2 separate regions of the Macaca mulatta genome follow, and region 1 is linked to region 2. Evidence: chromatin contacts called from public Hi-C data. All regions are on one chromosome and are shown on one strand. Each heading gives the region's core, a stretch centred on a gene start, on an enhancer-like site or on the middle of the called end of the contact. The rest is flanking DNA. Distances are from core to core; before and after follow the strand shown.

Region 1 (3,909 bases), core at 774-3,273, 110 kb after region 2:
AGTATAGGATACAATGTGTGGCTCCAAAACACAAGAACTGAAAATAGAAGAGGGGCCTTAAACAAGCAAATGATGACTTTACTAAAGCAGTGACATGGGCTCAGAGAAGAGATACATCTGTGAGTAGTAAGGTTATGAAGGGCTTCCCTGGGGAGGAAACGTGGCACAGAAACAGAACTAAGATTAATTAAGGATGGGCAAAGACTGGTAGGCATTATTCCCATTGTACTCATGTGGAAACTAAGGCTTGAAATGTTTCTGAGGCCACCGTAGAACCAATACATGGCAACACTTACCTTTAAAACCAGTTTACTTTTATTATTTTTTCATTTCAAATTCCAGGCACTTAAAATACTAGCAGACAACTTTGAAGCTCAAAGAAGCTGTGTGTGTGTGTGTGTGTGTGTGTGTGTGTGTGTGTGTGTGTGTTTTGAGGAAGTGAGCATGGGGTGAAGGAGGAAAGCAAGAACACCACATGGAAAAAGCACTAACAAGGGTGGCCAATGCATCAATGCATGTGATGTATTTGGGGGATTATGGATAGAAAATCCAGCTGGCATAGAGGTTTGTGCTGTGAAGAAGAAGAACGCAAGGTGGTAAAAGCATGCTGAGAATAAGTGAATATGCTAAGTAGTTTGGACATTTTCCACTACAAAATAAGGCCTCTTTGAAAATCTTCAAACGGAGGAGTGATCTAATCCAGGTGGTTTTAAGGAGATTGGTTTGGCATCATGTAAACTAATTGAATGGGAAAGAAACAGAACAAAAAGGCCCGTGATATGCAGAGATATGGCTCTGGCTTAGGGTAGAAGAGATAGAAGGACAGGAACTGGTATGAAGGGAGATTTGAGAAAACAGTGACTGATTGGAATTGGAATTGGAGTTGAAGGTGACTGTGTTCCAAAATGACGGTAGGCTTCAAGCTTAGGTGGCAGAAAGAACGATCATGACATTCACAGAAGTGGGGAAGTCAGGAGGATGCTGCTTTTCAGGGAAGAGGAGTTGGCTTATACCCACTGAGTTCAAGCGGCAAGACAGTCAAATGGAATGTCCGATAGGCAGGTAATCGGAGTAAGACAAGCAATCTGATTGCAGACTTGGGAGTCCCCAAGGAGCCTGAGTGAGTTCTGTGGAGGTGCATGATTTCCATGGAAGCAACACACTCAGAGTCAGAATGACTCAGGAACCACGCCTTGGGAGATGTCCAGCATCCAGCTGTGAATACTGCAAACTTCTGTCTATAGTGATGATGAAATATTGACTCCGGAATTTTGGATTTTCTGCCTTAAGGGAAGCTTGCAAATGGTGGCCAAGCACCTAGAGAGAGAACTAGTCATATGATTTGTTTATTTCAAGCCTGCTGAATAATTGTTTAGTTAATAAATATCCTTATGTAAATCAGAATTTAAGATGCTTTTATTCTAATTAGGTGGTGACATTATAAGGAAGTAGTTAACTCCTCTCACCTCCCACTTCACTGGCAGTTACCAATGTCCAACCAAAACAATCCAAATGTGTTCATAATCATATTGGTTTAGCTCAGTTGCCAAAAGTTGAACATGAACATCTAGCCTATTAAAGGATGGCGATTCATTCATAATGGTTCAACCAAAAAGAAAAGAATCGTCTTTAGAAATGTTTTCCAGGTATATTTAATGCAAAAGAAAGCTCTAGTCAAACAATTATCTGCTTTACTTGTTCATTTCATGTGGATGGGGATTGTACCTTCTGATCAATACCTGCCTATTCAGCATTTATCTATATATGAAATGGCTTTTTTAATGTAAGGAATTTTTTTCCCTTAGGGGCTCACAGATTAGGCTGTGGTGACAGAGAGCAATTGCATTTTTTAAGTGTTACTACTTAGGTATAAATAGTGATCATCTGATTTAATCCCTATCCCAGTGGACCGTCATGAAAATACAGCTCATATATACAGCTCATATGGTGTGCAGGACATTACCATGTGGTATTTGCCAATATGGGACATTGCACTCGTGTATACACAAACATGCACAGACACACATGCACAGGCACATGCGCACACACAGATGCACATACAGACGTAGACACAGACATGGACAGATACACAAAGACACACATACAGAAGCGTGCGCACGCGCGCGCACACACACACACACACAGACAACTCTAGGTATCTCTGAGTTAATTCAATGAGCCCTGCAGTTGGCCTCATCTTTATATTCAGAACTGTTTTTTTTTCTTTCCTTTGAAGAGTAATCCTATCTGAGACAGAAAGAGGATGAGTCACACTGAGGCAAAACTTTGTAGGTAGAAATGTGCATAAATGCGTTTTTCTAAGATGCTCATGAAGAAAAGACAAAAGAACAGCCATGTCGCTGAGATGCCATCTGTGAGGCTGGCACAGTGAGGCACGACATCCCTGGTGCTTCCCGGCAGCCTGCGAGGGCTGCCTCCCTCCCTCCCTCCCCCCTGCTTGCAGGGCCACTTTCAGAGACTTCCCTCAGGGCTTATGTTCCACTGACCTATAAATGTTCACTGTAATTAGACCAATTGTCACCTCCTGCATTGTTCACCATTCTTCTTGCCCTTCTCTATTTTTAAAAATTTTGTCTTCAAAATAGCATGTTTTACAGTAAAAATCTCAAGTGAAAACATACTAAAACAAACAAAACATTGTTCATTAAGGCATTCAAAACAACTCTTCATGACAACAGTTTAAAAACTAGTGAATTAATGATGAATTGTGCAAAAAAATGTTAAAGATGCCATCTGTGATCCTTCATATAACACTATTTTTCACATGGAAAAATCCAAGAATGAATGAAAGAGCTTGTGGATAGGCCCAGACAGTGGGCCGCACTGCTTTTCTCCAGCCTGGGACATGGCTCATCACTCAGGGTGGATCCTGGAGAGGGGCTGCGTGAGTTCAGCCTTGGCCTGTACCCCAGTACTCCCTGTGTGCACTCAGAGGAGCTTCTGTGCATCTGTAAGACCCTGTTTCCTCATCTGCAATACCAGGACTCGAATCCTAGCAGGGGCTCTGCAAACCAGATCAGCTAATGTTTAAGGCTTGGCCACGTATTTTCTCAAGAATGGTTGCTGTGAAAGAGCCAGTGAAGTCACAGAGGGTAAAGTCAATGGCCAACCTTCCTCATTCATGAATACTGATTAAGCGTTCACCGTTCGATAGTCAGCTCCTTCTAAGTCTAACCGTTTTGAGTTTCTCTAGACACCTGTCACGTAAGAGGCTCTATATGTGAGGATAGACTTAGGGGGCAGTTGGTTCCTCTTTGTGGACACAGAACAGGAAGAATAAAGAGATCTCAGAGGGAAAAGGAAAGTGGGAGGAGGCTGGGTCTGTGGGTTCCGCAGTGGGTCACGCTGAAAGAAGACCTGGCGGACACGTAACCTCTGTGGCAAATGCATGAAAATAGAAAGATGAAGCCAACTTTCCAAAACCTTTTAGGAAATTACTTCAGTGAAAAAATCTATTAAATAAATTACAGCCATTCTATACAAATAGAATTCTATGTTATGATGGTAGAAATCAGTCAATCCAATCCCCTATTAGGCAGAAGGGAAACTTGCCTCGGGCCACACTGTCGGCTGGGGTCCCTGGCACAGTAGTAGGCCTCCACCTCCATGCACTACCCCGGATCAGAGCTGGTGCTGTGGGTTGAATTGTGTCCCTGCAAAAATAGGCTGAAGTTCCAACCCCAGTACCTCAGAAAGGGACTTTGCTTGGAAATAGGGTCTTTAGAGAGGTAATCGAGTTAAAATAAGGTCATTAGAGTGGGCCTCATCCAAGGCGAGGGGTATTCTTATAAAATGGGGAAATGCAGACACACACATACGCAGGAGGAAAACACTATGGAGAAACAAAGAGAGAAAATGGCTATTCAAGGAGAGAGGCCTGGAACAAAT
Region 2 (3,720 bases), core at 1,196-3,695:
ACATATTTTGAAGACAACTAGATTTTTCAGTTATGTCTTTATAACCACACTGTACAGAAAGTAAATGTATATTGAGCAGAAAATAGTTATTCATGACAAATCTTACACCTGAGATCAAGAGTCTGCTAAATCGTCCCATTACATTTTGGCCTTATGTCCTATATTTTTATCTTATTTTATCAAAATGTGATTTTCTTCATTGTAATTTATTTATTAGTAGTTTTTAGATATAGACAACATATTTAAATATATAGTATCACCATTTTTTTCTGTTTGGTAGAATCACACCATTTTAGTATGCCATACAGAATTATATACATCACTATTTTTGTCATTCAGCCTGGCCCACATGACTCTGAGATGTTCTGAATTGGATTGGCCTCATAGAGAATAAAGTCTAAGCTACTTGCCAAGACCAGATGCCCCATATAATCTGGCTTTAGGCCAATTTTGCAGATTTCTCTTTGACGGTAATCCCATAAATTCCCTATGACATGCAAGGCTCTCCGTACTACAAATCTTTTCTATGCTCCTTCATATAACCATGAACTTCAAAATGCTGCCTATTCAACCGTCAACTCCTAAGGAGCTGGCCATCCTCCAAGACAAAGCTCAATGTCAAGTCCCACTTTAAATCCTCCACCTTCCCTGAGCACTGCCTTCCCTTCTTTCCCAAAAGGTTATTCTTCCTTCTTCTGTCTCCTCATATCTTTTGCTCGTACTTCTAACACTTCTATGTTATGTTATATTTTAGTTAATGTATTTTACAGTATTATCTTTTCCATTAGACTGTCATGTTTTGCCATTTTTTTTCTGATCCTCTCCCCTACAGAGCATAGAAAGGTGTCTAGCACAAATGCAGCTCTCAATACCAGTTTTTTAAATAAATGGATAACAAAAACAATAAATACCATAGGAAAATACAAGAACTTTTAAAGTCCAAAAGAGAATGGTAATTATTAGCCACTAGGTTGTACAGAGTAACCTTCATGAAAGAAGTGGTAACTGATTTGGGCATGAAGAATGAGTAAGATGTGGAGAGAGAAGGAATTGTAACAGAATCAGAAAGAACCAAGATCTAGGAGCCTCTGTACAGGGGCCATAAGGATGTGCTGCAGACCTCCAACTATAGGAACTATAATCAGTGAAGGGCCCCAACTGATGCCTCTGAAATTCACTGCAGCATCTGAGCTAAGGCCTTACCTCCCATGCCCTGCTTCTTGATACTGACTGAGCACAGAGGGCATATTGTGGCAGACACATTCCTGGGAAACATAGGATTCCTCTGATGGCTGATTTTGGCTTGAGGACTCCCATATGCCTTTGGCTAGCCCAATTTAGGATGCTCTCACCAATTCTCTCTCCCTTATTTTCTCAGAGTCAAACTTGGATCATGCTTTGACATTTCCCTTAGTCTTAACTGACTCCCTCCTTATATTCTTCTACAAGGGCATTTCCTAAAATTCTTGCATTTCTAATCCCATTTTGGCATGGGCTTCTTGGAAGACTCAGACTGACACACAGAGTATAGAGTATGTATGGAGTAATTAGGGAATTAAAGCTGATGCAGCGAATTGAGACTTTGTTATTGAGAACAACATGCCAATTCAATACATTGTGCCAAGGCAGGATAAATCTTTATTTCCTAATATGAACATAACTGTCTATGTAGTTTTCAGAGTTCACAAGTGGCAAGGAATTTATAACTTCCTTTTGTGAATTATTTCATAGTTTAATCATCTTTCACAGCTCACTTAGGTCTTTACTAAATCCTTTGTGATTTAAGATCATTTCTTCCAGTTCAGTCTTCTGTGGTGATAGACTACAGCCAACTTTAGACATACTAAATTAACTACATCAACTCTTAGTCATAACAGGAATTCCTTCTACAATATTATGCACACGTGGTCTTGCAGGGCCATTTGTCACTTTTTCTATTTGATAAAAAACTATTTTTCATTAAAATAATCTAATCATGGAATATCTGTTAGGCACTGAAAAAATTTTTCCTGTTTGAAGGCAGGAAAACAAAGATTTGTATGTTTACTTCAGAGGATTTTATGATTTCTAATGGGAAGTAAACAATTATTTTTCTTTTCTCAAGTCTTTCAACTACTCTGCCTTCTATTGACAGAGTAAGAAATTCAATCTTCAATTATTTAAACTTAACATTTTATCCAATTAAAAATAACAGATTTTTTTTTCTGCCAAAGATTTGAAACAGAGATAGAAAGCATGTGTGGGAAATTCTGTTATCTTTCCAGATCTCTGCTTGAATAAAATAAAGGCATTTGTCTGACCACGATAAGCACATTGTCTGATCCAGATCCTCCAAGTATGCAAATCAACAGGAAAAGTTCCAACAGCAAGACTTACCCATCTGCATAGAGTTTCAAAAATGGTGACGTACTTACCTAAAATAGAAAGAGAGATGACATTAGTGACATTCATCGCAGCTTAGACACATAGTGAAAAACACATTCTAGAAGGCATTTAGAGCATCTGTTCCCCTCACCATTGCCAAGACCCAGTTTTAAGGCTTTTGTTTATGACACAACAGTCCAGATGGTGGTGTCTCTCACTGTCCAAGTTTACTCTGAGTACACTTCATAGGTATTTGCTCAATAAATACTGAAAAAGATTATAACAATCAAGTAAGCAAGAACTATGATTTAATAACAACAGCAGATTTAACATCTATTGAGGGCTTACTTCCCTGCCAAGTCCAGTGCAATATGCTGTGTGTATTCTCCCATTTACTATTTAGATAGTGGACATGAGGTAAGTACTATTATTATCCCTATTGTAAAGATGAAGTAAATGAGCTTAGGGAAGTTCATTAACTTGCCTAAAGTCACTCACACAACTAGAAAGTGTTGGAGCTGAAGTTTTCATAGGCTCTCAGATTCTAGAGCCCACTTTCACAATCTTTATGCTACACTGTCAAAACCCATTGGGAAAGACACACACACACACACATATATATACACTAATCATTAGTGTGTATATATATGTGTGTATACATATGTATATAATTAGTAGTACTTTGTTAAATAATACATTCTAAAAATAGAAATGATCACAATGTTAGAACCTGGAAATATGAACAATGCTTAGTACACAGCAGCTGTTCAATAATATCTGTTGAGTGAATGAAAGAATAAGCAAAGAAATGTCATTGATATTTAATAAATATACACGGGTTATATCTCAACACAACAAATATTTACCCAGAGAGCACTCTACCATACAGCTTATTTCTTTCTTCCTACAGATGACTATGTACCACTATATGCTGATTATTTGAAGGTAAGAACTGAATGCTCTTAAGTGAGAAAGATGATCGATCGATCTAGACCAAATGACCCGAGGAGTTACCAAGGAGAGGATGGAGTTGTCAAATCTTCAAATGGCATGTTACTCAACACATAAAATCCTTCTGTAATTGAAGAAGCAATTAACACCATTTAATAGTTAAATTTTCTTCAGCTTTTTGGTTACTCTTTTTGGTAGAGATTCTGAATAGCAACAAAACATTAAAGAAAGAAGTAGCTAAGAGAGAAATAGAAACAGGAGACTGCATATCTGAAAGAATGCTGTAAATTGAAAAACAAGAGAAATACCCAGCACCTTAAATTCATAAAGAGATAATCATCAAGTTATCTCATGTTTTGACATTAATAACATATCCAATGAATCAATTTTTAAAATAATTATAAC

The links. A called contact is a pair of places that touch in the nucleus more often than the background predicts.
Region 1: a contact with region 2 is called in a Hi-C map of fetal cortical plate, with 2.9 times the contacts expected there. The contact joins two enhancer-like sites. A contact is called at or near these places in 4 of 14 Hi-C or Micro-C datasets (fetal cortex germinal zone, fetal cortical plate, fibroblasts and 1 more).

What each region holds. Positions count from the first base shown.
Region 1 is chr6:67,638,553-67,642,461 of T2T-MMU8v2.0, forward strand. The region is part of intron 4 of PDE4D (phosphodiesterase 4D); the gene reads right to left. Among named protein-coding and RNA genes, the nearest start is that of MIR582, 92 kb to the left of the region's middle. Within about 2 kb of position 2,024, at least 4 of the 40 cell types and tissues checked have an H3K27ac peak or open chromatin away from gene starts, as enhancers often do. A contact at or near this core is called in fetal cortical plate, where this site is marked.
Region 2 is chr6:67,528,231-67,531,950 of T2T-MMU8v2.0, forward strand. The region is part of intron 4 of PDE4D (phosphodiesterase 4D); the gene reads right to left. Among named protein-coding and RNA genes, the nearest start is that of MIR582, 18 kb to the right of the region's middle. Within about 2 kb of position 2,446, at least 9 of the 40 cell types and tissues checked have an H3K27ac peak or open chromatin away from gene starts, as enhancers often do. A contact at or near this core is called in fetal cortical plate, where this site is marked.